Regions from separate parts of the Mus musculus genome. Here all the other regions are linked to region 1. A link is a contact called in public Hi-C and HiChIP or PLAC-seq data. All regions are on one chromosome and are shown on one strand. The core of a region is the stretch at or near the end of the contact, and the rest is flanking DNA. Distances in the headings are between cores, read along the strand shown.

The links. Hi-C and Micro-C count contacts between places; a contact is called where the count stands out from the background. HiChIP or PLAC-seq counts read pairs in DNA pulled down with a chosen protein or histone mark.
Region 2: a contact with region 1 is called in an H3K4me3 HiChIP or PLAC-seq map of bone marrow-derived macrophages, with 3 times the contacts expected there. The contact joins the enhancer-like site here to the promoter of Maml3 in region 1. A contact is called at or near these places in 6 of 39 promoter capture datasets (the 3T3-L1 cell line, HPC-7-derived erythroid cells, frontonasal cranial neural crest and 2 more), 1 of 15 datasets of contacts at CTCF or cohesin (the NIH/3T3 cell line), 6 of 484 Hi-C or Micro-C datasets (the HPC-7 cell line, bone marrow-derived macrophages, embryonic fibroblasts and 2 more) and 27 of 115 datasets of contacts at active chromatin or transcription factors (the 230-238 cell line, DN3 thymocytes, the NIH/3T3 cell line and 20 more).
Region 3: a contact with region 1 is called in an H3K4me3 HiChIP or PLAC-seq map of embryonic forebrain, with 6 times the contacts expected there. The contact joins the enhancer-like site here to the promoter of Maml3 in region 1. A contact is called at or near these places in 13 of 39 promoter capture datasets (the 3T3-L1 cell line, 3T3-L1-derived adipocytes, the HPC-7 cell line and 9 more), 1 of 15 datasets of contacts at CTCF or cohesin (pro-B cells), 7 of 484 Hi-C or Micro-C datasets (the Ba/F3 cell line, the HL-1 cell line, the HPC-7 cell line and 4 more), 28 of 115 datasets of contacts at active chromatin or transcription factors (the 230-238 cell line, the SCID.adh cell line, T-cell acute lymphoblastic leukemia and 19 more) and 2 of 9 other capture datasets (embryonic tail and pancreatic islet).
Region 4: a contact with region 1 is called in a Hi-C map of cerebellar granule neurons, with 2.4 times the contacts expected there. The contact joins the enhancer-like site here to the promoter of Maml3 in region 1. A contact is called at or near these places in 3 of 39 promoter capture datasets (the 3T3-L1 cell line, the HPC-7 cell line and frontonasal cranial neural crest), 1 of 15 datasets of contacts at CTCF or cohesin (the NIH/3T3 cell line), 6 of 484 Hi-C or Micro-C datasets (bone marrow-derived macrophages, cerebellar granule neurons, cerebral cortex and 3 more) and 26 of 115 datasets of contacts at active chromatin or transcription factors (the 230-238 cell line, the NIH/3T3 cell line, the SCID.adh cell line and 20 more).
Region 5: an H3K27ac HiChIP or PLAC-seq map of SST interneurons shows a contact between it and region 1, with 6 times the contacts expected there. The contact joins the enhancer-like site here to the promoter of Maml3 in region 1. A contact is called at or near these places in 6 of 39 promoter capture datasets (the 3T3-L1 cell line, the C10 cell line, cranial neural crest and 2 more), 2 of 15 datasets of contacts at CTCF or cohesin (both in the NIH/3T3 cell line), 21 of 484 Hi-C or Micro-C datasets (the HL-1 cell line, the N1E-115 cell line, Sertoli cells and 11 more), 27 of 115 datasets of contacts at active chromatin or transcription factors (the NIH/3T3 cell line, SST interneurons, T-cell acute lymphoblastic leukemia and 22 more) and 1 of 9 other capture datasets (liver).
Region 6: an H3K4me3 HiChIP or PLAC-seq map of embryonic basal ganglia shows a contact between it and region 1, with 4 times the contacts expected there. The contact joins the enhancer-like site here to the promoter of Maml3 in region 1. A contact is called at or near these places in 2 of 39 promoter capture datasets (the 3T3-L1 cell line and neutrophils), 3 of 484 Hi-C or Micro-C datasets (bone marrow-derived macrophages, embryonic stem cells and nephron progenitors) and 11 of 115 datasets of contacts at active chromatin or transcription factors (the 230-238 cell line, astrocytes, craniofacial prominence and 8 more).

What each region holds. Positions count from the first base shown.
Region 1 is chr3:52,103,098-52,106,799 of GRCm38.p6, reverse strand. It overlaps Maml3 (mastermind like transcriptional coactivator 3), which reads left to right and starts at 1,794. Exons shown (of 5, transcript NM_001004176.2): 1 at 1,794-3,121. The coding sequence starts at 2,657.
Region 2 is chr3:51,843,170-51,846,890 of GRCm38.p6, reverse strand. All of the region lies in intron 2 of Maml3 (mastermind like transcriptional coactivator 3), which reads left to right. Among named protein-coding and RNA genes, the nearest start is that of Gm46803, 140 kb to the right of the region's middle. Within about 2 kb of position 1,405, at least 7 of the 459 cell types and tissues checked have an H3K27ac peak or open chromatin away from gene starts, as enhancers often do. A contact at or near this core is called in bone marrow-derived macrophages, where this site is marked.
Region 3 is chr3:51,737,593-51,741,602 of GRCm38.p6, reverse strand. All of the region lies in intron 2 of Maml3 (mastermind like transcriptional coactivator 3), which reads left to right. Among named protein-coding and RNA genes, the nearest start is that of Gm46803, 32 kb to the right of the region's middle. RefSeq lists an enhancer at 1,747-2,751. Within about 2 kb of position 2,077, at least 105 of the 459 cell types and tissues checked have an H3K27ac peak or open chromatin away from gene starts, as enhancers often do. A contact at or near this core is called in the Ba/F3 cell line, the HPC-7 cell line, the N1E-115 cell line and 13 more, where this site is marked.
Region 4 is chr3:51,824,103-51,827,860 of GRCm38.p6, reverse strand. The region is part of intron 2 of Maml3 (mastermind like transcriptional coactivator 3); the gene reads left to right. Among named protein-coding and RNA genes, the nearest start is that of Gm46803, 120 kb to the right of the region's middle. Within about 2 kb of position 2,135, at least 14 of the 459 cell types and tissues checked have an H3K27ac peak or open chromatin away from gene starts, as enhancers often do. A contact at or near this core is called in cerebellar granule neurons and pancreatic cancer cells, where this site is marked.
Region 5 is chr3:51,806,114-51,810,346 of GRCm38.p6, reverse strand. The region is part of intron 2 of Maml3 (mastermind like transcriptional coactivator 3); the gene reads left to right. Among named protein-coding and RNA genes, the nearest start is that of Gm46803, 100 kb to the right of the region's middle. Within about 2 kb of position 1,941, at least 29 of the 459 cell types and tissues checked have an H3K27ac peak or open chromatin away from gene starts, as enhancers often do. A contact at or near this core is called in SST interneurons, cerebellum, cerebral cortex and 4 more, where this site is marked.
Region 6 is chr3:51,602,133-51,605,779 of GRCm38.p6, reverse strand. No RefSeq gene overlaps it. Among named protein-coding and RNA genes, the nearest start is that of Setd7, 43 kb to the right of the region's middle. Within about 2 kb of position 1,754, at least 54 of the 459 cell types and tissues checked have an H3K27ac peak or open chromatin away from gene starts, as enhancers often do. A contact at or near this core is called in bone marrow-derived macrophages and embryonic basal ganglia, where this site is marked.

The sequences.
Region 1 (3,702 bases), core at 545-3,044:
GTGCTCCGGGTTTCCAGCTCTTGTGAGCTGTCCCCAGGCTGTGGTGGGCTGTGGTGAGGCAGCTGTCTTTGAGTAATTTCTGCTCCAGTAAGGAACCCCTCACCCATATTCCTGTAAGTAACACCAATGAAACTCATTGGTTCTTTAAGTTGGACCTTTGATGGCATCTGTTCTCTGGTCTGTGGTGGGTTCTCTGTCTGGAATGAGTAGGTGTGTGTATCGCACCTCCCCGGGAAAAGTTTTGTCATACAAAAAACAAGGCCCAGCCTTCTTTTATTCCTGGGTACTTTAGAAAACAGGGCTGTGTTTTTACCCCCTCCCCCCCCCAAATCCATTCAAAAAGCCGTTTCATGAACACCCCACCATCGAGGTCTGTAGCCCAGGGACCCCAGAAGTGCTAGCAATTTCTGCCTTTTCATTTTTGCAGACGTCTCTGGGCAATGGTGTAAGACTGAGCCAAGGGTGTTTGAACTTTCTTGTCAGATGTTCTACTCAGTGTCTGGGTAGATAATGTGTGATAATAATTAACAAAACCTGAGATTACTTCTCTGCAGCTACTCCATTTCAATCGTGCTATTGTGAATGTGAATCCATTGAAATAAAAAAATATATCTAGTGGTAAGCTAAGCCTGCCCCCCACACACTTTTTGGCTTGTTTTTGTTTTGGTCACAACAAACTGTGAAATGCTGTGTTTTTTTTTTCTTTCTTTCTTTCTATAGTTCTAAAGCATGAAATCTGCAATCTTTCCACTTGATTTAGGCAGGACCCTTAATTGCTGCCGTCATTAGCACCTAGTGTTCAAAACAGTCTGTTTAAATGTACTGTTAGTCTCACCTCCAAGTCCCTGCTTGCTTGGTTTTATTTTTTTTCAAGGATAAATAAAACAATAATCGTCATAATAACCACAGTCGTTATGTACAGAGAAATAAATAATATCCCAAGGTTTTGTTTTGTTTTGACTGCTTAGTTCTGTTCATTGAGGAATGGGTACTTTGATGAAATTTCCAGGAGGTAAAGGTGACTGACTGCCCCAGATCTTGACAACCTTGGTTCAAACTCAAGTACCCACCTTAGAGGACTCCACAAAGCTGTCTTCTGACTTCTAAGCGTGCGTGGGGTGTGGCACTAGGCACTTCTTCCCAATAAACAAATAAACGTAAGGAAAAAAAATTATTTGAGTTAAAGAGGGTCCTAGAGTTTGAGCAAGAGTTCACTAGCAGGGTCTTCTCTGGGCCTTGAAAACAAGCCACTCGTTTGCCTATTTCATTTCACATGGGTGGGGATGACAGCTGCTGGGAAGCTGCACTGTTTCTGCCTGGTCATGCACATTTCTGCAATATAATGCATAAATGTATAACAACAACTTGGGCTCGCTGGATACCTCGCTGGGCAGAAGGAAACACAGCCAGCCTGGCGCGTCCCCGCGCACTCGCGCGCGCGCACACACACATACACGCGCGCCGCGCGCTCACTTACACACACACACACACACACACACACACACACACACACACACACACACACACACACACACGGGTCAAAAGGTGATCCACTCCTAAGATTCCCCCCAATCTTTGTTTTCCCCCCTCTTCCTGGCAGGTCGGGGCTTCCCAGCCTGGGGAGCAGCTGGATTGGGGAAGGGGAGGGGGTGGGGGGGCAAGGGAGGCGGGAGTCAGGTCGGTGCGCGCCGCGCCCGCTCCCGCCAGGGGAGAGTCCGGGCCGGGTTTTGCACCGGGTCCCCGGGCTTGTCTCACGGCCTCCAGCCGCCGCCGCTGCCGTGTTTACTGAGCTCGCGCGTCCTGATATCACTCCGCTGGCATGGAGGAGGAGGAGGAGGTGGAGGAGCGCGAGGAGGAGGAGGAGGCGGCGGCGGCGGCGAGCAGTTGATCATTGTGATGGTGGCGGAGGCGGCGGCGGCAGCGGCAGCCTGGCCGAGCATTAGTGGCTGCTCTCCGCGCGGCGTTTCGCAAAGGACTCCAGCGATCTACTTTTGCAGTCGCCTCGGACTGTCCATGTGTTTACTTGCCCAGCCCGAGGACTCGATGTCTAGGCTCCTGTGAAATGCAACTGAGCAGCCAAAGTACTTTGAGAACACGGGGCGGCATAAACACCAAAACTTTTTTGTGGAAGGAAAATGCAATAAGCAAGCTCGCCGTTTTCCGATGCGGCGTGGAGTGAGTGTGTGTCGCGCGTGTCCGCACTGGAGGCACACGCTCGTGTGTGTACATGGGGTGTGTTTTTCGGTACGTAGGGAGAAAATGCTTGCCAACCACCGGAAACCTCCTGGAATTTATTAGAAAATAATGGATTATTAAAAGGAGGCAGGCGAGGAGCGGATCTCCCCTTGAGTTGCAAGCCGATCTGCTGCCGGCTCAGTTTGTTGGGATTCTATTTGTTGATAGGTGTCTGATGGTATTCTGATAACACCCCCTTTTTTTCTCCCCTCGATCTTTACAGTTTTTTTAAGGAAAAAAAACACCCCAAAATCTCTTCCCCCTTTTTTCACCCCGTGGGGATCGCTGTTTTTTCATCCATGTGCTTGCGTCTCCCCCGCGTTCCACTTAAACTATTTTAATCCTTGGACCCAAGGAGAAGGCTGATAGGGGGTGGATTAAAAAAAAAAGTTCTTCCAAAATAGTGTGCCCCGGGAGCAGGATGGGGGATTTCGCAGCCCCCGCTGCCGCCGCGAATGGTAGTAGTATCTGCATCAACAGCAGCCTGAGCAGCAGCCTCGGCGGGGCCGGGATCGGCGTGAATACTCCCAATAGCACTCCGGTTGCTCCGAGTGGCAATCACCCCGCTGCCGGCGGCTGCGGCGGCTCCGGGGGCCCCGGCGGCAGCTCGGCGGCCGTCCCCAAGCACAGCACGGTAGTCGAGCGGCTCCGCCAGCGCATCGAGGGCTGCCGGCGGCACCACGTCAACTGCGAGAACAGGTATCAGCAGGCTCAGGTGGAGCAGCTGGAGCTGGAGCGCCGGGACACCGTGAGCCTCTATCAGAGGACCCTGGAGCAGAGAGCCAAGAAATCGGGCGCCGGCAGCGGCAAGCAGCAGCACCCGAGTAAAACCCAGCAAGATGCGGAGGCTGCCTCAGCCGAGCAGAGGAACCATACGCTGATCATGGTGAGGGCTCACTGGGGTGCGCGTTGGGGTCGGGGGCGTGGAGTTCCTGGCTTGGGGGCTGTGAGGGTCTGATTTGCACCGAGGGATGAGGTGGGATGGAGACGAAGGGTTAACGTCAACTTTTCTCAGGGTAAACGCTTTCGCCGCCGCCGCTACCTGTTAATCTGTCAGGGTTGTCAGATTTGGGGAGGAAGGGATGAGAGGGAGAGAAGCCAGTCACGACTCCAAGGGGAGGAGGGAGCTTTAGTGCCAGAGTGAGGTGCAGGAAAAGTTTCCCCCTCCTTGTCTTAGAAATCGATGCGAACCAGAGTGAACCCAGGAGTAGAAACCACGCTGCTCCTCTCCGCGCCCCGCCTTCACCTTTCTCTGTACCACCGCGCCTCCCCAGATAGGTCCCCTTTCGCCCACCCCTCTCATCACATCCGCCGGGTGCAGGGAGAAATTGATGCTGTCGCACATTCTGAGTGGGCGCCAGGCCCTGAACCCTTAGGAGGGGAAGGAAGAGTCCCTGACTTCCTCTCCTTTGGGCTTGGGAAAGTCTGAGAGTTTTGTGAATGAACTTTGAAGTGGGTGAGAAGCGA
Region 2 (3,721 bases), core at 156-2,655, 260 kb after region 1:
GGCTATTCGCCTTTTTCCTTGGGAACTTGAGTGCGCTGAGCTCAAGAGTTCGCAGGGACAAAGGCTGGCTGGCCGTAGAGTGGATAGTGCACAGGTCAGAGGCAACCTGAGGCTTGTGTAGCGCTCTATGGAGAGATCATCCTCAGAGCAAGACTGTTCTCAAATGTAAGAACTAAGAGTCACTGGGGAGGCTCTGGGCCATGGCTCTGGGTCCCCTATTCTAATGTTTACCAAAGATGGAAAGCCAGACAGCTTTCCCAGATGTCCCTGGGCTTTGAAAGTAATGAGATGTGGACAACATGCCCAGTTTCACTTCACCCTTGACTCTTGGTTCTCTTCCTTTCGAGCTATAATTCTTCAGCACCCTGGGCTCCAGTCCAGGACCCTCTAGGCTATCTCTTGTATTTACAGACAAAAGGGTAGGGCTAGCTTTTCTTCCTAATAGAAGGCTACTAGTCATGAGGTCATCAGAAGAACGGGAAATTGTAAAACTTGACCAATGAACTTTAAAAGCGATGTCCATATCCCATCAGCCAGTGCGCAGCCCCAGAGAGTCCAGTCTGGAAGATAACGTGGGTCCCTCATTAGCACTGGCTAATCAAGTGTACCTGCTGTTTTAGGATTTTTATTGCTGTGATAAAACACCATGACCAGATAAACTTGGGGCGGGAACTGTTTATTTGGCTTACCTATCCTGAATCACGGTCCACTGAGGGAAACCAAGGCATGAACTCAGACTGGGCAGGAACCTGGAGGCAGGAGCTGCTACAGAGGCCGTGGAACAGTGTTATTGACCTGCTCTTCATGGCTTGCTCCGCCTCCTTCCTTCCTTCCTTCCTTCCTTCCTTGCTTCCTTCCTTGCTTTCTTCCTTGCTTTCTTCCATGCTTACTTGCTTGCTTTTTCTTCCATTATTTTTCCTTTTGCTGAAATAGATTTATTCTCACATAATATATCCAGTGCGCAGTATGTCCTATCATGTCTCCTCCTGTTCCTTCCCACGCCACTCCCCAACCAGAGCCACCTGTTCTATCTCTCATTAGAAAACAAACAGGTACCTAAGGGATAGTAATATAATAAAATATACAAAAATTAACACATCGGGATTGGGCAAAACAGTCAGACAGAAGGAAAATAGCCCAAGAAAAGGCACAAGAAACAAATTTAAATGCAGAGACCCACTCATTTGCCTCAGGAACACCATAAAGACACTAAACTGGGAGCTGTAATATCTACACAAAGGACCTATGGGGAAAAGGGGGGGGGGTAAATAAAATAAATTTTAAAAAATAAGAAATAAAAATAGAATTAAAAAAGACAATTAAAAAGGGGAAAAGGAAAGAAAGAAAGCTCTGATGTAACATCATGAGTCAAGGAACCTCCAGAGCCGGCACTGATTTTGGTTTCCTGTTGGTGTCTTCTGCTGGCCATGCAGCTGCCCTTCAGAGTATTTGTTTCCCCAGTAAGGCTCCCTTGGAGAGAAGTAAACTTTTATTTGCAAGTGGTTATCAGTTGGAGCTAGCTTCTGTGTCCATTCTCCTTCAGTCCCATCTGCTGCAGACCCATGCCAGTCCTGGGTGTGTTGTCTCTGTCACTGTGGGTTCATATGTGCATCAATCCTACGGATTTAGAGAACTTTGGTTTTGTTTTGGTGGTGGTGGTGGTGGTGGTGGTGGTGGTGGTGGTGGCGGTGTGCGTTCTCCATCCTTTCTGGCTCTTAGATTCTTTCTGCCTCCTCTTTTGCACTGTTCCTTGAACCCTGATGGGGGGGATTTGATGGAAACATCCTTTTAAGACTTAGTGTTCCAAGGTTTCTCGCTCTCTGCAGAATGTCTGGCTCTGGGTCTCTTTTATTTGTTCCCATCTGCGTCAGGAGGAAGCCTCTCTCGTAACGGCAGTCCGCTTTCTTAGAGAACTCAGAACCACCACTGGCACCTGTGGTCCCTCCCCATCAATCACTAACTAAGAAAATGCCCTGCAGGCCTCTCTACAGCAGACCTTACGGAGGTGTTTTCTCAGTTGAGGTTCCCTCAGATGATTCTGCCTCATGTCAAGATGAAATAAAACTTTACTAAGTTCTGCATGCAGACGGATGGTGGTGGCGCATGCTTTCAATCCCAGCACTCGGGAGGCAGAGGCAGGAGGATCTGTGAGTTCAAGGCCAACCTGATCTACATAGTGAGTTCCAGGACAGCATTAGCGCTATGCCGAGAAACCCTATCAAAACAAACAAATTGTACGTGCAGAGGCGGTGAGAAAGATGAGGGTCAGCACAGCCTGAAGAAACCAACACCTGGGCCCCAGGGAGGAAGCAAGCTTCCAGGTGGACGGAGGGCAAAGAGGAGTTGGCTAACAGCGTCCGAAGGCATGCTAGTGGAGGCCAGAGGACGTTTTCTTAAAAAAAAAACAATTCAGATTGTAGCCAGGCAGGAGGGTTGCACTCATACCGGGAAGGAATGCACTTAAAGTGGCGTGGGTGAATAGTTCGGGAACTCTGTACTACCTCTAGTCAGACACCTGGACACTGGCATTTAAGGGAGAAAGTCAGGCCTTTTGATACAGACCTGTGGTCCCAGCATTGAGGAGGCTGAGGCAGAAAGGTCATGGGTTTGAGGCCAGCCTGTGTTTTTTTTAAAGAGTTAAAGAGCAAATTATGTAGCAACTATAGTAACCACAAGAGAAAATTTTGAGGAAGAGTTCAGTGGTAGAACTTGCCTAGACTGTTTGTGGCCATGGGCTTGCTTTCCAGCAGTAGAAAAATATCTAGATGTAATATTAGGGAGCCTGGGCACAGAGGCAGTCAGAGGCAACCATTCAGTCACTTGGTGACTGAATATGTGACCAAATAAAAGGGAGATTATGTGAACGATTAGGACTATATGCTGAATATTAAGATGATACGGTTTGTGAACGACATGTTGCGTGTAAATCTTGATATATTGTATCTGTACTTTAAACACTTGCTATTTACCCTGCTATTATTGTTTGTTAGCATTCATTCAAACTGTGTGTGCAAGTATGTGTATACGTGTGTAGGGCAGGTGCATACGCATGTCTGTGTGAGGACTTTCTAGGTCCACATGTGTGACAGTCAAAGGACAAGTAGCGGGAGTCACTTCTCTCCTCCCAGTCCCTGCGTCCCAGGTCCTGAAACTCAGGTGCTTTCTCTGCTGAGCCCTCTCACCAGCCATTTGTATCTAATTCTTCCAACGAGGATTTCCCATCTGCTGATATTCTGATGCACACACCGAAAACATGTGAGGTTAGCCGATAACATTCATGTCAGCTTGTACTACTACAGTCACATATGGCTAACCATGTTTTGTGATTGGACTTTTACAAGTGTTGATTTTTTCCCCCCATAGATTCACAGCATTATAAAAACATTGGTTTTCATTATTTAGGACAATAATAAATACCCATATTGTGTGTTCTCTTTGCCTGGTATTTTTTTATATTAATTGTTTATGTCTAGTCTCTGAGGAGTACTCTGTAATGGTGGTTATTGTTTAATGGTGGTTATTGTTTAAGTGTGTAAGAAGAACAAAGCTTTAAGCAGTAGCTTGTTGCCTGAAGAGCATTTACTGCAGGGGACCTGAGTTTGGTTCTAAGCATTCATAATTAAGTGGAACTCCAGCTCCAGGAGATCCAACACCCTCTCTGGCCTCCATTGGCACCTGCATGCACACGCGTGCACGCGCGAGCGCACACACACACATGCAT
Region 3 (4,010 bases), core at 828-3,327, 370 kb after region 1:
TCTGCCAAAATGTCCAAAAACAGCCCAGGAGCCCTGCTGCAGTCGGCGGCTTTGTCATTCTCTGCTGAGCTCCTGAGTGTGCTTGCTAGGTGACTCCTCACTGTCAGTCATTCCCTTAGCCCTTCCAGGAAAAGTCCAAAGGAAATGCCAAAGCAGAAGGGATGTGCAGGCGTCTGTGTCCTTGTGTCCAGACAGAAGCTACATCGAGAATGAGTGCCTCTCCCCCCCACCCCATCAGGTCTCAAGCAAAAATACTCCTTTATACTGGGCAGTATCACAGTTACCTGCTTGCCAGTCCTAACCATTCTGCAACAAAGTACAATAAAAATTAATATTCTCAAATAAGATTAGAACCAGATACCATAAATTAACTGCAGCTGGCCTCATAGAACTGTTGATTTATAAAAAATAATCATTATTTCATCCTATATGAATTGGAAAATTATCTATGCATTTATCGTTTGCCCTGGGCTAATACATTCAGATTTGGTGTGCTGTTTGGTGGGGAATGTTTATGTAAGTAAGATTTTAATTTTCCGTAATAAGTTGAATGGTGGGGGGGGGGCAGACTTTATCCGATTCTGTTTGGCTATGCCTTCTTTCCTACAGTGGAAGGAAGGCACAGTGTCTCCTCACTGTTGTGAGTTATACTTTCAGTGAAAGAGAACTGAAATATTTCCCAGGCAGCTGAAAATCTCAAAAAGCTTTAACTGAGCTGAAGATAACAGGCTTTTAGGGAAGAAAGTATATGTGTGTGCGCGTGTGCGTGTGCGTGTGTGTGTGTGTCTCCGTGTCCGTGTCCGTGTGTGCTCATGCATGAGAGAGAGAGAGGAGGGAGAGAATGAGAGAGAGACAGAGAGACAGAGAGAGATGGAGAGAGAATGAGTGAGACAGACAGACAGAGCAGAGCAGATGTACAGACTAGAGGACAGTCTTGGTTGTCCTTGCTCCCAGCTTGCTTTGAGCAGAGTCTCTTATTGATCACCACTGTAGAAGTCCGGCTAGCTGGAGGTGTTGTCCTGTCTCTGCCTTCCATCTCACCGCAAGTGAATCAAGGTTTCAGGTGCCTTCTAACACATCTGTCTGCCTTTTGTGGGTCTGGGGATCTGAGCTGTGATCTTCAGGCTTGCCTGGTAAGAATCTTATCCACTGAGCCATCTCTCCCAGCCTGGTAGCAGGCTTTTGAGGGAACCCTGGGTGTGATTGAAAAAATGTTGGAGAACAGGATGGCTCCACTGGTGAAATCACTTTGCCACCGAGCTTGGTGATCGAGTTTCCTCCTCAGAAATCTTCAAGGTGGAAGGAGAGAACTGGCTAACCTCCACAGTGCCCCTAAATAATAAATACATGAAAAATGAAATGTTTTTAAGAGTATGTGTATGTGTATATATATGTGTGTGTGTATGTGTGTGATGTGTATACACACACACATACACACACACACACACACACACACACACACACACACACACACATCTACATGATGTTGGATTAGGATGCATGCACAAAGCCCTGGGTTTGATGTTCAGAAAAGCAAGATGGAGGGAGGGAGGGAGGGAGGGAAAGAGGGAGGGAGGGAGGGAGGGAGGGAGAAGGGGAGGGAGAGAGGGAGGGAGAAGGGGAGGGAGAAGGGGAGGGAGAGAGGGAAGATAAGATGTCCACTGTGTTTTGCACAAGACAAAGGATGATAAGAATTATCTAATCAGATATACAGAGAAGATATCAAGAAGAACAAGGAAATAAAGATGTGTTGGAAAGCAAGATGCAAACTAGAGAGAGAATCCCTGTTTCCAGAACTACTTCTCCGGCCTTCCAGCCTTCAGAGCTCCCTGCTCAAGGTTTAAGATGAGAGATTGTAAACCCTGCTTCATCCACATCCTTAGTTTAGCCAGCCAGAGCTTTGAAATGGCAACTAAATTGCCTTTTGGTGAAATCAAATCTTCCCTTACTAGCCTCAAGCAGGGAGGACTCCCTAGCGCTGGGGCTGGCTAATTCGTGCCAGCAGCTCAGGGTCACTCTCCCGGAACCACTGAGGTGAGCACTATTAAAGGGTTACTAGCCTCCTTTGTCGCCTGCAGTTTGTCCTGTAGGGGGTCACCCACTGCAGCCTTTTCTCCCCAGCCTGCCTGCCCGGCAGGAGGCTGCTCAGGGCAGTAAAATGTTTATTACCTGTTTATTGTGTGAGTAACCGCATTCAAGAAGGAAATATTTTCCGGTTTACCTAGGGCAATGAAAATAGGATTAAGAATTCTGAGGGCTGAGAAAGGAGCTGTATAAAAGCCAGAGTCACAGAACATACCGCCTGCAGCCACGAGGAGCCAGGCACCCACCACAGCTCCAGCCCTTTGTTCTAGTCCTGGCCACTTCCTCTCCTGTTCCCAGACTCTGCAATTCATCACCGAGGCTCTAGGGACTGCTAGCTCTCCCCTAAAGGAGAGTTTGGCTCCCATCCCAGATATGGCTATCAAACTGCACCAAAAGACAGGTCGGGGGCCTGATTAACATTTGCACACATATTTCTCTTGCCTCCAAAGGAAGTTACAAACAGCTTAATTTCCAACAATCTTGTAATGTGGAGGTTCAATATATAATATCATATAACCATTTGTATCATCCTCCAACCGCTGTGTGTAGTGAATGCAGCCATCACGGTCCAGACTTAATTCATGTCTATGATTTAAAAATTACTATCGCAAATCTTCAATTAGTTCCCAAACATGATCCTCCCCCAACAGTTTCTCCTCCCAGGATTTTTTTTCTTTTTTTCCCTTTTATCTTTTTTTTTTCTTTTCCTTTTTTCTTTTGTTTTCTTTTCTTTTTTTTTGTGCTGCTAATTCTCTTATTAAGACATGTCTTGTCTTGATCATTAATGGAGCAACACAGGATTTAAATTCTTTTCATAGTTCACAAAATTATTCTTCCCACTCTCTAAAAGTAAAATATGCAACCCTCTAAGTGTAGTCATTCTTACGAGTGGGCTTCAGGATTGAACCCTAATTATTTCTATTGTTCTCTAGGCATTCATTCGTTCATTCATTCATTCATTCATTCGTTCCGCGCTCGGGCTATTATTATCACATGCTTGGACATAGTCCTGAGAATATTCAGTTGTCCTTCAACCCATTCACAGGTCAGCTGCCTTCCAGAGGAAATATGAGTCCCTTCACCCTTAGCTTACAATGCCCACTTAACCCACTCAAAGCCTATTGTCCTTGGGCACCTGTTACCTGCTGAGTCCTCTATCTCATCTTTAGTCATGCTGTGGACCACAAAGTTCAGAAGTGAGTCTGCTGTGTTCCATCTTTGGGCCGGCTGCTCCCTCAGCCTAGGATTCTCCTGCCCTAGCCCTTCATTTGTCTGGTGTCTCCTGTCCTCTGGCCTCTGAGAACTCACTCTGAGATTGGGAACATGATGCAGTTGATGACAATGGCAACCTCAAGACTTGATCAGTACCTGTCACTGGGCTGCTGTGGGAGATGAGAGACTCAGTGCTTTCTTAGGGGCCTTTGGTTTTGCTTGAGGGTAGCAGGGTCTGTGGGACAGGGGAGTCAGAGAGTCCTCCAGCCTCCAGAGATTAACGCCCTCTTGTACCAACACTAGAGAAAAATCAGTGAACAGAACAGAATGGCCTCTGCCCTCACGCCTGTAGACTAGCCAGAGATCGTAGTAAAGCACAGTTCAGTTAAATAAATGCTTGCCCGAGTGCTGCTGCCCTGGAGGACTTGGGCAGACAGGGAGCGCTCCAGCTATTGCTGGTTGTGAAGCAAAGCTCAGCTCTGAAGAGCCGTGGCTTTACGATTCTGGCACTTCTCTAAGGCCATGAACAATTTTTCACGAAAGTGAAGGTCACTGGACAAAGGACGACCAGGTCCTGTTGTGTGAGGTTTCTTATTGTATTGAGTATTTCTCTCCTCAGCAATCTCAGTGGTGAGTTCAACTCCGAGGTCCAAAGCTGTCAGGATGCTTGTGCACAAACCACACAATGTGTCTGTGTATCTGTGTGTCCGTGT
Region 4 (3,758 bases), core at 886-3,385, 280 kb after region 1:
GTACAGGCCCCCCTCAGACCTCCTGGGGAGTCCCTTGTCCAGAAAATGCCATGTTTTAGTAGAGAGCTGAAGGAACCAGAGAGAGTTGAGAGGAAAGTAACTGCCGAAATGGAAAAACTTAAAATCACTCGATGAAAGGTTAAAGGAACTGAGTGTATTTTGCCTGAAGTAGCAAAGACTCGGCTACTGCATAATAGCATTTTCGAATATGAAAGGTTCTCATATTGTAGACGGTTTAGATTTATCTTCTACCCAGGGGCCGAAGGTGGATACTTCAGAAAGACAAATTTGGGCTCCGTCTCAGGAAGGATGCGCTAATATTCTCAGCTGCTCAAGGATGGCGACAACCTGTGCGGGAGGAAATAAGGACCCGATGGCCACTTGATGAATTGATGAGCACACTCCATGTCCTCTAATGTCCCAGCTCTGTAGTTCTGAAATCGTGAAGATGCACGGCAATGACTCTTAGACGGAGACAATAGGCAAGAAGACCCGCTATCACTGTATTGAGTCCCGTTATGAGAACGCAAGCTTATATTATATGGTGCATGTGTGTTCACGCGCGTGGGCATGCATGCGGAAGCCAGAGATCAACCTTAGGTGTCGTCTTCCTCTGTCACTATTCGCCTCTGTTTTTTGAGACGGGGTCTCTTAGTTTTACCCGTTGAGACTAGGTCAGTAAGTACCAAGTAAGTACCTCCTCTCCACATTCCTCACCTCGGGGTTATAGAGGTGTGAACACCACCCCTTGCCTTTTCTCACATGGATGCTGGGAATTCCAACTCATGTTCCCATGCCTGAGTTGCACACTACATCCCTACAGCCTTTTATTGGTTTCTTAAACACCAACCAGCATGAGACTCTTGTGACGAGACGTTCCGTTCAGGCTCATGGGGGCATGGTGTGGGGAGACTCCCATCTTGTGCAGGAGCAAGCAAGCTTCCCCTTCATTGCCTGTCTCCTTGTCACTGTGGCTTTGCAGGTGCCATGAGTCAAGAGCACATACTGAGACCTCCATCTTTACTGGACTCCTACAGGGGGCACAGTTCTCTAGCCTGTCTTCTTTGATCTCTGAGTGTTTGCCCGCCCCACCTCTGCCCACACTCAACCAACTGTAGAGGAAGCTGACTTCTCTCTCCTTTCTTTTTGGTGTTAACATCGCTAATATCTGTGGCGCCTCCTTGCTTCAGGTCCCATTCATTGTTTAAGTCACAATGCTTCGTTATGCTAATTAACCCTCTTTGATGTTGTCTTTCTGTTGCCTTGTGGTGGTTTTCATTCAGTTTTTTTTCCACTACTAGAATTTAAAATTCAGAACTACATCAACACTGAGAAACCAATTTTCCTCCTTTTTGTGCGTTAGATTTATTGTTGCCTTAAGCATCTGTTAATGTTACGAAACATCATTCAGATATGGTTTATTAGTTGCGGTTTCTTTAGAGTTACAGATTATATCCCCCAATAATAGTAAAGGCTATGACTGTTGATGTGCTAATTCCGAATGGATAGGATGGGGTGCCAGAGTATCCCAGTAGTCCCCGACATTTACAAGTGTAGGGTTGCCTTTTTGAAGGTCCAGGCCTTGCATGGCTGCCCTGTCACTCCAATTCCTTCACCCATTTCATAATTTCACATGCCTCGGACGGGTGGCTTGGAGTCTACCTTACCCTATGTAGAGAGCATCAAGATGGAGCCATCCATTCCCTCTCCTCTCAGCGACGGTTGACGGAGCAGCCATGTTCACCCAGCCTTCCCAGAAGGACTGTGAGCTGGAGGAGAGAGCTGAGGCCCACAAAGGCTTCCCGGCATTGCAGGTGCTTAGCCACACCTTTTCGTCATCAGGATGCACCTTCCCAGAGTCCTCTTCTCTTCTCCCTTTTGAATTGGAACTTCACATACAATCAAAGCCTTAGTCTTTCTGTTGCCGCCTCTAACTAGACCAACCGACAGGCGTCCGGGTTATAGAACATGCTTTGTGCTGGGTGCCTGTTTCCTTTGCTCTTTTCCTTCCCAGGTACTGAAACCTTAGACAAGGGCTTGCCCCCAAACAGGTGCTCAGCGGCAGTTTTGTAGGGATGTATTGATCCTGAAAGACGCAGGCGCCCGTGGAATTCCATTAGCAAACAGGCCCTGACGGAGACAGCACATGGCAGCACACTCGGGCGGAATGCTATGTAAACAGCCCTGAAGGGTGACTCAGAGTTCCTGAGCCTTCATTTGGGATATAACCATTTTTATAAGGCTCTTAGATGAAGAAGCCTATAATTATTTTTCTCATTATGAGTTTATTTTGCATTCCTATGGCCTCATAAAAATTTGTGCTGCCAGATGAATATTAAAACCAGTAATTTCTTCTTTACTAACCTGAGCTAGTCTCCCTGAATCATAGCAGACTTTAGAAGTGTGGAATGTGTGCTTATACACCTTTATAAAGTGGCTACAAAACACAAGGTTTGGGCACTATGAAACATCATATTTTGATTATTTTCCCTTCTTGGTTGAATCTCTTGTGTTTTTAAAAAATACATAATAGAAAAGGCCAGTCTGCTTTGATGCAGGTGTGTGCCTAGGCTGATCAATCTAGTATGTGTGCTGTAAAAGAGGCAGAAAATGAAGAGGGGCCTTTTGGAAATGACTCTAACTGTAAAGCCCTCCTGAAGCCATTTTTCGAGGACAGCTTTCTTTTCTCTGATATATGCATTGATAAAGTTTTTGTTCTGACACCGGTTCATCTCTTTGCCTGAAATGCACTTTATCTTGCGGGAGCTTCATTTGCCCAGACCTCCAGAAGTGTCAGGCCCTGAGATTTATTACCTACCAGCAGGTAGCATGGGATGAGGCTCATATTCAAATAGAAGGAGGACAGGATCACTTAATATATAACACCTGCTCCAGCGACACCCCATTCATCCTCAAACAGCTCTCTTGGAAGCCTCAGCCATCGGAATGTGCCCGTCTCTACTGCTGAAGGCACCTAAGACACAGACTTCCAGGCTCAAATCCATTGTCTCAAATTGAATGTGGATGGAGGTCAGCGATTAAGTAAGCTTGGTTTCCCTTTCTTCTGGGCGAGAGCACATGGATGAGTTAGCAAAAGTTCGGAGGCTGTGGAGGGAGATTGAGAACCGTGACCATATGTCCTAGAGTAAGTCCATGATTCCCCACCTAGGCTAGAGCCAACAAACACAGCAGGCCATCCTACCAGAATAACCGGTGTGACAGCTGCCATCTAGATAAAGCCTAGGTAACCCACATCCGTGGTTCCAGCGTGCAGCACACGAGTGGCCTGGTTCTCTCAAAAGCACCTACTCTAAGTGACATTGCATAGTGATCACTTGAGACGCAAATTTCTTGACCTGGGGACTCTGGTTTGGCACTGCAGTCTTCTGGTGCCACTCCTGGACCAATGAGTCGTCAGCGCGGGTTTGTCCATGAAAATGTCTCTGGCGGCGACATGGAACATGGAAGGAATTGTTCTATACAGTGCTCTGTCGTATAGCATCATTGATTCTGTAGACCTGGGAGGGCACATCCAGTCCACCCAGATGCTCACCCCTGGGTCACATGGACATTAGGGTTAGCATAGGGTTAGAACATCTGCTGAAATCAAGGCTGAACAATTGTGTTTACAATCCATACATTTTCTAGTCATTTGGTCTCTCTGAATTTGAAGAGGCCTCAATTCCCACCCACCCCTCAATTTGCACACGGGGATCCAAGCATGAACTAGTAGCAAACCTACTGATAACTCTTGAGTG
Region 5 (4,233 bases), core at 692-3,191, 300 kb after region 1:
AGCCCCTCTCCCTGTTCCTTCCTGGAAGCATCAAGGCTTAGTTAGAGCTTGCAACTTGGCCTGGGTGACTTTCCGTTCTTTTCTTTGTTAAGATTATTGGGGAAGCCTGTTTGTTCTTTGACCTTAGGTGGAGAAGATGAGAGAGAAAGACAGATCTGGCAGTAGCATTCTCACCAGCGATGAAGAAGGGGAAGGCCAGGGCCGGCTGCTTGCTGCTTTTCTCTTAGCTGACGAGTGGTTCTTTGTTGCCTAGAGGGCTGTGGGGAGGGAGCTAACAGCATCGAGTCTCTCTTGCTATGGCAGCCAGGCTGAGGAGCTGAGTAAACTGAGTGGAACTTTATAATTAGTCCCCTACATCCTCCCCCTCCTCCCTGTTTTATGAAGACCGTTTTAACGAATTCAGTGAGCAGAATTTCCTCCATCATGCTTGAAACCACATAGCATTTGATTCTAGTGTCAAAGGTGGTCACCCAGAATCCTTGGCTCCTTTCACCGTGACTGGTTGCCAGCATCCTAGAGCAGCTCCAGTGTTGAGCAGAAAGAGCCAACGCACGGGCTTCACTCGGAGTCTGTGAATGGCGGGGGACTCTCCATCTACAGCTGTGCATGCGGAAGGATGCATGGGAGCTATGAAACACTATTTCTGGAATCCTCTTTGGATGTTGCAGGAGGGCACACAGTGGACAAACAGCAAGCCTCTTCCATAAGCTCAGGAGCCCCTGGACCCATCCCAGTCTCTGATTGGTTTCATGTCGTGTCGCAAAGCCCTAGTCTGATAGGCTGCAGAAGGGCCTTTCCTCCCACCAGTACTTTCTAGAAGGATGTTGCCATAGGGCAATAAACATAGTGATACACTCATTTTCAAATTCACTGTTGGTTGTTAAAAGCTCACAAAAGCAGTTGCGAGGCAGAGGCTGAAGAATCACCACACACCACCCTGGGCTACATAAAAAGACCACACTAGCCTGTGCTACACCGCAATGCCAGGCCAAACAACAACAACAGCAACAGAAAGCATATGTTAGTTGCTTGTGCCTCTGCCTTCAAAGACTAGGTCATGTCATTTGTCAAAGGTGGTTCGTGCCAGGCCATTGTGCTCTGTGTGTGTGTGTGTGTGTGTGTGTGTGTGTGTGTGTGTGTGAATGAAGACATGGATGCACACAACGCACATGTAGAGGTGTCTCCCAATTTTCCACCATCTTTGAGAAACGGTCTCTAGTTCACTGTTGCATATGCCACCTTAGCCTGCCCTAAGCTTTGAGAGATTCCCCTGTCTCGACCACCCATCTCGCCAGAGTAGTTCTGGAATTACAGGTACTTGCTACTGAGACACCCAGCTGTTTACATAGGTTCTGGGGATTTGAACTTGGGTCCTTGTGGGCCTTTTCTAGCAGCCGACATTGCACACCAGGTCCTGCTGTCTGAACGAGTCCTGCCAGGTCATGCTGAAATGCTATGGATATTTCCTTAGATCACCGTGGACTAGGAGTGCCACTGAGTCACAAAGCTCCCTTTTGTGGCAATCCCTCTTGACTTTTTGAGAGTCCTAGGTTTGTGAATCTAGAGTTGTCTGCCTGGCCTGGCCTCCACCATCTGCTCCGAGAACACTTGCTTTCTGATGCCAGGACTGGCTTTCCATCCTCTAGTCCAAGTTCACAGCTATCAAGAAACAGCCTCTAGTGGGGAGTCGAGCCATCACTTAGTGCCATGGTATGGTTTGTGTCCCTTGAGTCCCTACTAGATCTTCTGCAGATCTAGTAAGAACTTCTATGCACAGAAGAGAGGGATATCTCTGGCGCCCTGAGGACACAGCCATGAGCTGTTTTTTGCTGTCTTTGTGAGGCATTTGGAAACTTTCCACTCACCCGAACTCACACAGAATAAGTCACATGCTGCTCTGGGAATGGAGCTCTGGATGAGAAAAACAGAGTGCGTTCTGGGTGCGTCTCCTCCGCTTGGCCCTGGTGGTAGCAGCCTCCACCCCCAGCTGCTTCTCTCGATCCTCCCAAGTGTATCTCCATACCCACCATCTCCTTGTCTCTTTGCGGGTCATTTATAATCAGCAGTCATGGCATACAGGCCTCATTAGTGATATAGCCATTCCTTCGGTGCTTCAGAAATAATCATTTAGAAAAAAATGCACTGTTGCCCTCCCCTGAGAGCCCATGAGTGATGAATTTATTTCAGTTTGGCTGGCTTGGCTGGCTTGCTCAACCTGATTTCCATATTTATTTCAACAAACAATGTAGGGTGGGAACAAGAAACTGCATCCTGGGTGTACACACACACACACACACACACACACACACACACACACACACGCACGCTCACACTGCATATCCGCTCCGAACTCAGTTGCTCGTTGGGGGAGGAGCAAAAGACAGGCCAACAAAAGAATATTCCATGAAAAAAATAAATTGATCTGTTGGACAAGGATGAGGGGCGGTACGGCAAATCATGAGCTCACTCGTGGTTGCTGAATCTGAGGAAGTATGGGGATTCCTATTAATGAGTGTCAGATTCTCAGCCCCATCCTCTAGTAAAGGCAGTTTTCAAGAATTCTTTAGCCCCTTCGTCTTGTTGCATCTGTGTAGCCATTGATGCAGTGGGCAGGGAGCCATCTCTCTTTACCTTCAGCTCTTAGCGAAAACCTTTATATTAACTTTAACTTTACCTGGATCCAAGTTGCTACTCAAGAATTTACATCAGGTTTCGGAGAAATGACTTAGCATTGGCTGGTCTTCCAGAGGACCCTGGTTCAATTCCCAGCACCTACATGATAGATCATAACTGTCTGTAACTCCAGTTGCAGAGGGATCTGGCCCCTCTTCTGGCTTCTTTGGACACTAAGCAGACATAAGAGAGTTTACAGGAGTCTGACATGGCAGTCTGACTCGGGAGGCAGAGGCAGGCAGATCTCTGTGAACTCGAGGCTATCTTGATCCACATAGCAAGTTCGAGGCCAGTCCTGGATACACAGCGAGGTCCAGTCTCAAAAAGAACAAAAACAAAAGAATTCACATCAGAGGAGACATCTTCCTCTTGCTCCTTCTCTTTATCTTTTCATCAGAGCTGTTCAGTTTTCCTCAGTCAAAAGGAAACGTATCTGCAGCATGGGACTCTGTAGATGACCTTTCCCTTAGCCGCCGACCAGAACTAACTTCTTGGGGTACACACAAATGCAAGGCTTCGTCTGCGCCTCACATCTCCTCTCTAATTATGCTTAACTTCCTGAACCCCATCTCCCAGACAGTGGTGGTTACCTTCTGATTAATTATATGACATGACTGTAGTTAATGCAGAGTTATTAAAATTGCTTTGACTCAAAATTAGTAAAACTTTCTAGAGCATTCTTATATGGTGCTTCATGTTCGCTGCTGGCTGACTGAGCTTCCCGCTTATGCTCGCCCAGCCTAAAGGCACCACACACACACACACACACACACACACACACACACACTCGGACACGCAGGCACCCAAACCTTAACTTCTGGGTTTAGAATCTGCCTTACACCAGGTCTAAAGGTACATTGACTGGGCCTCCATGTGCGCAAACAGATGAGAGCCAATAGAAGTGGGGAGTAATCCTTTGCGCCAGAGCTTTTGTGGCTGTAAATGTGACCCACAGAACCCAGCATTGCTCCAAGAGGAACGGAGACCTATGTTTTACCACAGTTTAACCCTCGTCATATCACCAGTTGGGTTTTATACGGATTCCAGCAGAAGGCTGTATGACTCCCCAGCAGGTGCTTTTGTATAAGAACGATAAGCACCCCACTAAAGCCCACCGTCAACTGAAACCTATGTTTTTAATGGATCTGTCTCTCATTCCTGTCTTTATGCCCCTGGGTCTTGTCACTGAGATACACAAGTGATTATGGTTTGTTGTGGTTAGGATAATGTTTTAATGTCAATCAAATTCATGTAGAAAGTTGGGCTTTTTTAGTTTGGGGGTGTTTGTTTGTTTGTTTTAGTCTATAAGGCTTCTTCTGTATATTTTTCCTGCTTAAGAATGCTTGTTGCTAATTCCTCCATCTCCATCGAGGCCAGCACCCCATTCTCAGTATATAAAAGAGGCTTTCCTGTGAAAGCAGGGGCCCAAGTGGAAATAGATGCTCTGACCTGCACTTCCAGAGGGCTTATGGCAAACCCTTGCCCTGCCCATCTGGGGCTACACCCTGCTTCCGACCAGCTGCCTCTTTTACCAGCTCCTGGAAACTACAGCAAATGAGC
Region 6 (3,647 bases), core at 505-3,004, 500 kb after region 1:
CCCACCCTCATGGACCGGCAGGATGAACGCAGTAAAAACAACCATCTTACAAAAAAGCAATTTACAGATTCCATGCAACCCCCATCAAAACTCCAACTCAGTTCTTTTACAGACCTTGAAAGACAATTCTCAATTTCATATGGAAAAACAAAAAAACTCAGGATAGCTAAAAACACATCCTGAACAGTACAAGAACATCTGGAGATATCAGCATCCCTGATTTCAAATTGTACTACAGCGCTATCATAATACATACTAGGTGGTACTGACATAAAAACAGACAGATTGATCAATGGAATCAAATTGGAAGCCCAAGACATAAATCCACATACCTATGGACAACTGGTTTTTAATAAAGAAGCCAGAAATACACGACTGGAAAAGAGAAGGCATCGTCAACAAATGCTGCTGGTAAACTGGGTGTCTGCCTGCAAATAGATCCATAGTTATCACCCTGCACAAAACTGAACTCCAAATGAATCAAAGATTTCAACATAAAACCAGATACACTGAACCTGGTAGAAGAGAAACTTGGGAGTAGTCTTCAAAACTATTCAAGCATCGGCACAGGAGATGACTTTCCCAATAAGACACTGATAGCACGGGCACTGATAACAACAACGAATCTGAATCGGGTGCCTATCCTTGGAGCTTGGGGAATCCCTTGGAAGACGGGAGAAAAATTGTCAGAGTCAGACGGGATGAAGGACACCAGGACAACACAGCCCACCGCATCACCTGCAGGGTTCACAGGGTTCCATAGAGACAGAAGCGAGAAGCACAGGTCCTTCAAGGGTCTGCACTAGGTCACCTGAGTCTATGGGGTGGGTGTTGGCTTGGTGTTTGGATGGGATTCCTTGTGTGTGTGTGTGTGTGTATGTGTGTGTGTCTTTGACTCGTCTGCCTGCTCCTGGGACTCTTCCTCCTGTTGGGTTGTCTTGTCGAGCTTTGGCCTTGTCTTATTATATCTTGTTTTGTCATGTTTGCTTATGGCCTCTTGGAGACCTGCTCTTTTCTGAAGGGAAACAAAGGGGAGATGGATCCAGGAGAGAGGAGACATCATGGTGTCAGGGTATGGGGGTGGGTTTAGGGGGGTGAGGAGGAAGTTGGGGCGAGAGAAGGGAGGGGAAACTGTGGTCAAGATATGCTGTATGAAAGAAGAACTTAGTTTCAATTTAAAATAAATGTTCTTATGAGATGATAAATTTTGGGGTTGTGCTGATTTCCACAAATTTCTCTATCAACAGCCATGATTTTCAGTTTGGGGGGAAATAACATTGCACATGACTACGGACGGTCTCTGGAGACCTGCAGAGTTTTCCAAAGACCGTAAACCTTGTTTGTGACCTTGGAGCAAGCTGGCTCAGCAGAGAAGAGCACAGGACCTGTGTTTGATCCCTGGGCTCTACAAGGCCGAAGGAAAGAGCTCATGCCTTCAGACTGTCCCCTAGCAGCATACCTGCATGCAACATGGCACGCACAAAATAAATAAATGTTTTAAAATGTTTTTTTTAAATAAATAAAATTTTGAAAGAAAATCAAGTGGTCATTTAAAACAAAAAAAAACAAAAAACACATGCACAAAGAAGACAGCCCACTTGCTGTTTGTAAATGAGAAGCTGTGGTTTGGCGCCCTGTCAATAAATACACTTGCTTCTTCTACAAAGCCAGTGAAACCACTGACACCCAGCCATACTGTCTTCTAATTCTAATGTCGTGTGAGTCGCAGCGCCAGACTGTTCACGTGGCTGCTGCGTGTGCACTTACTGGGCTTCGTGCCAAAGACGCGCTTCGCCAAATGTCACCGCAAAGTGGTTTGAAAGAGTGGCGTGAATGCAAATGTCTTTTCTCACTGCTTACAAGCATTTTAGGGATAATTTACCACAGAGTCTCTGATTGGCCTTCAACGCACCCCGCTGTTCTGCGAACATTTCAGTTGGAGAGTTCTCTCACCCACCCCAAGCATTTTTGTCAAATAAACAAGCAACTATCACAGGAATTCAATCATTTTCCAAATCAAATATCTTCCAGTCTTCCAAATGTCTTCCTTTCTTCCCCTTTCTTTCTTTCTTTTTTTTTTTTTTCTTTTGTGAGATAGGGTCACATATAGCACAGGCTAGCCCCAACTCGCTACGTAGCCAAGGGCAACCTTGATAACCGTCCAGTGAGTACTGACCTCATAGCAATGTATACATTATACAGTATACATTAATGTGGATCAAACCCAGGGCCTCACGCATGCTAAGCAAACACTATCACCTGTCCCAAAGAGTCTTTTTTTAAAAAAACAGATCTCAGTTTTAATTTTTACTTACATGTATACATGTGTGTCTGTGTGTAGCTGTGTGCACATGAGTTTAGTGCCCATGTTGGCAAGAAGAGGGCACCAGGTCCTCTGGAGCTGGCGGTACAGGCTATTGTGAGTTGCCCAAAGTGGGTGCCGGGAACAGAACTCGGGCCCTCTGCAAGAGCAGCTTGAGTTCCTAACCACTGAGCTGTCTCTGCAGCCGCCCAAAGAATCCTCAAAACAGCCATCTTTTGGCTTGTCAGACTGCCTCTGGTTTCAGCGCCCAGGTGCCTTCCAGGGAAAGGAAACAATATCAGCAGTTAGTGAACTAACTCCCCAGCAATCCACACTGTGTTTGTGTTTCTTCACTAAGTGCTAGGGACTGAACCAGGGTCTGGGGACACTGGGTAGGTAGTCCACACTGAGTGACACCCCCAGCCTTGCTGCTTTGGTGTTGTTTGTGTTCTGGAGAGAGATGTATTTGAGGGCGGGGAAATGCTGATGGAACGGACCAGGAATGGAATGACTGAGAGGCCTGGCTAGATTCTAGAATGAGAGTGGCTGAGCCGGAATAAACATTGCCATTTGTTCTTCTGTGTCCCTGAGAAAGTCACTTGCTTTGTGCCTTCTATTCCTTATTTGGAAAATGTAAACATAGTACCTGTGCTCCAAGGTTTCTGTGAGATCAGAGTGCAAGATGGCTCCTCAGGTAAGGTCACTTGCCACCAAGGCTAACGTCCTGAGTTTGATCCCCAGAGCCCACATAGTAGAAAGAGTGAACCAACTCTTGAAAGTTTTCTTCTGACCCCCGATACATGTGAGGCACATGCACCCCACCCTCCCACACAAAAAGTAAGAACATATTTTAAGATGTAAAACAACAAAAATGTTTTTACGTTTCTTTTTTTTTTTTTTTTAAGATTTATTTATTTATTATATGTAAGTACACTGTAGCTGTCTTCAGACATTCCAGAAGAGGGAGTCAGATCTCATTACAGATGGTTGTGAGCCACCATGTGGTTGCTGGGATTTGAACTCTGGACCTTCGGAAGAGCAGTCTGGTGCTCTTACCCACTGAGCCATCTCACCAGCCCGTTTTTACGTTTCTATGAGAATTAAAAGGCTCAGTGTTGTAAACTCCTCAGAACAGTGCCTGGCGCGCGCGCACACACGCACACACACACACACACACACACACACACCAGTGACACAGATATGCAACCCCAGCTACCTGGGAGGGGAGGCAGGAGCATTGTCATTTCCGGACAGTTGGGATACAGAGTTAATTTAAGGCCAATCTGAGCAATTTAGCCTCCCACCCCATCTCAAAATAGAAAGAAAGGACAAAGAGAGAAAGAAG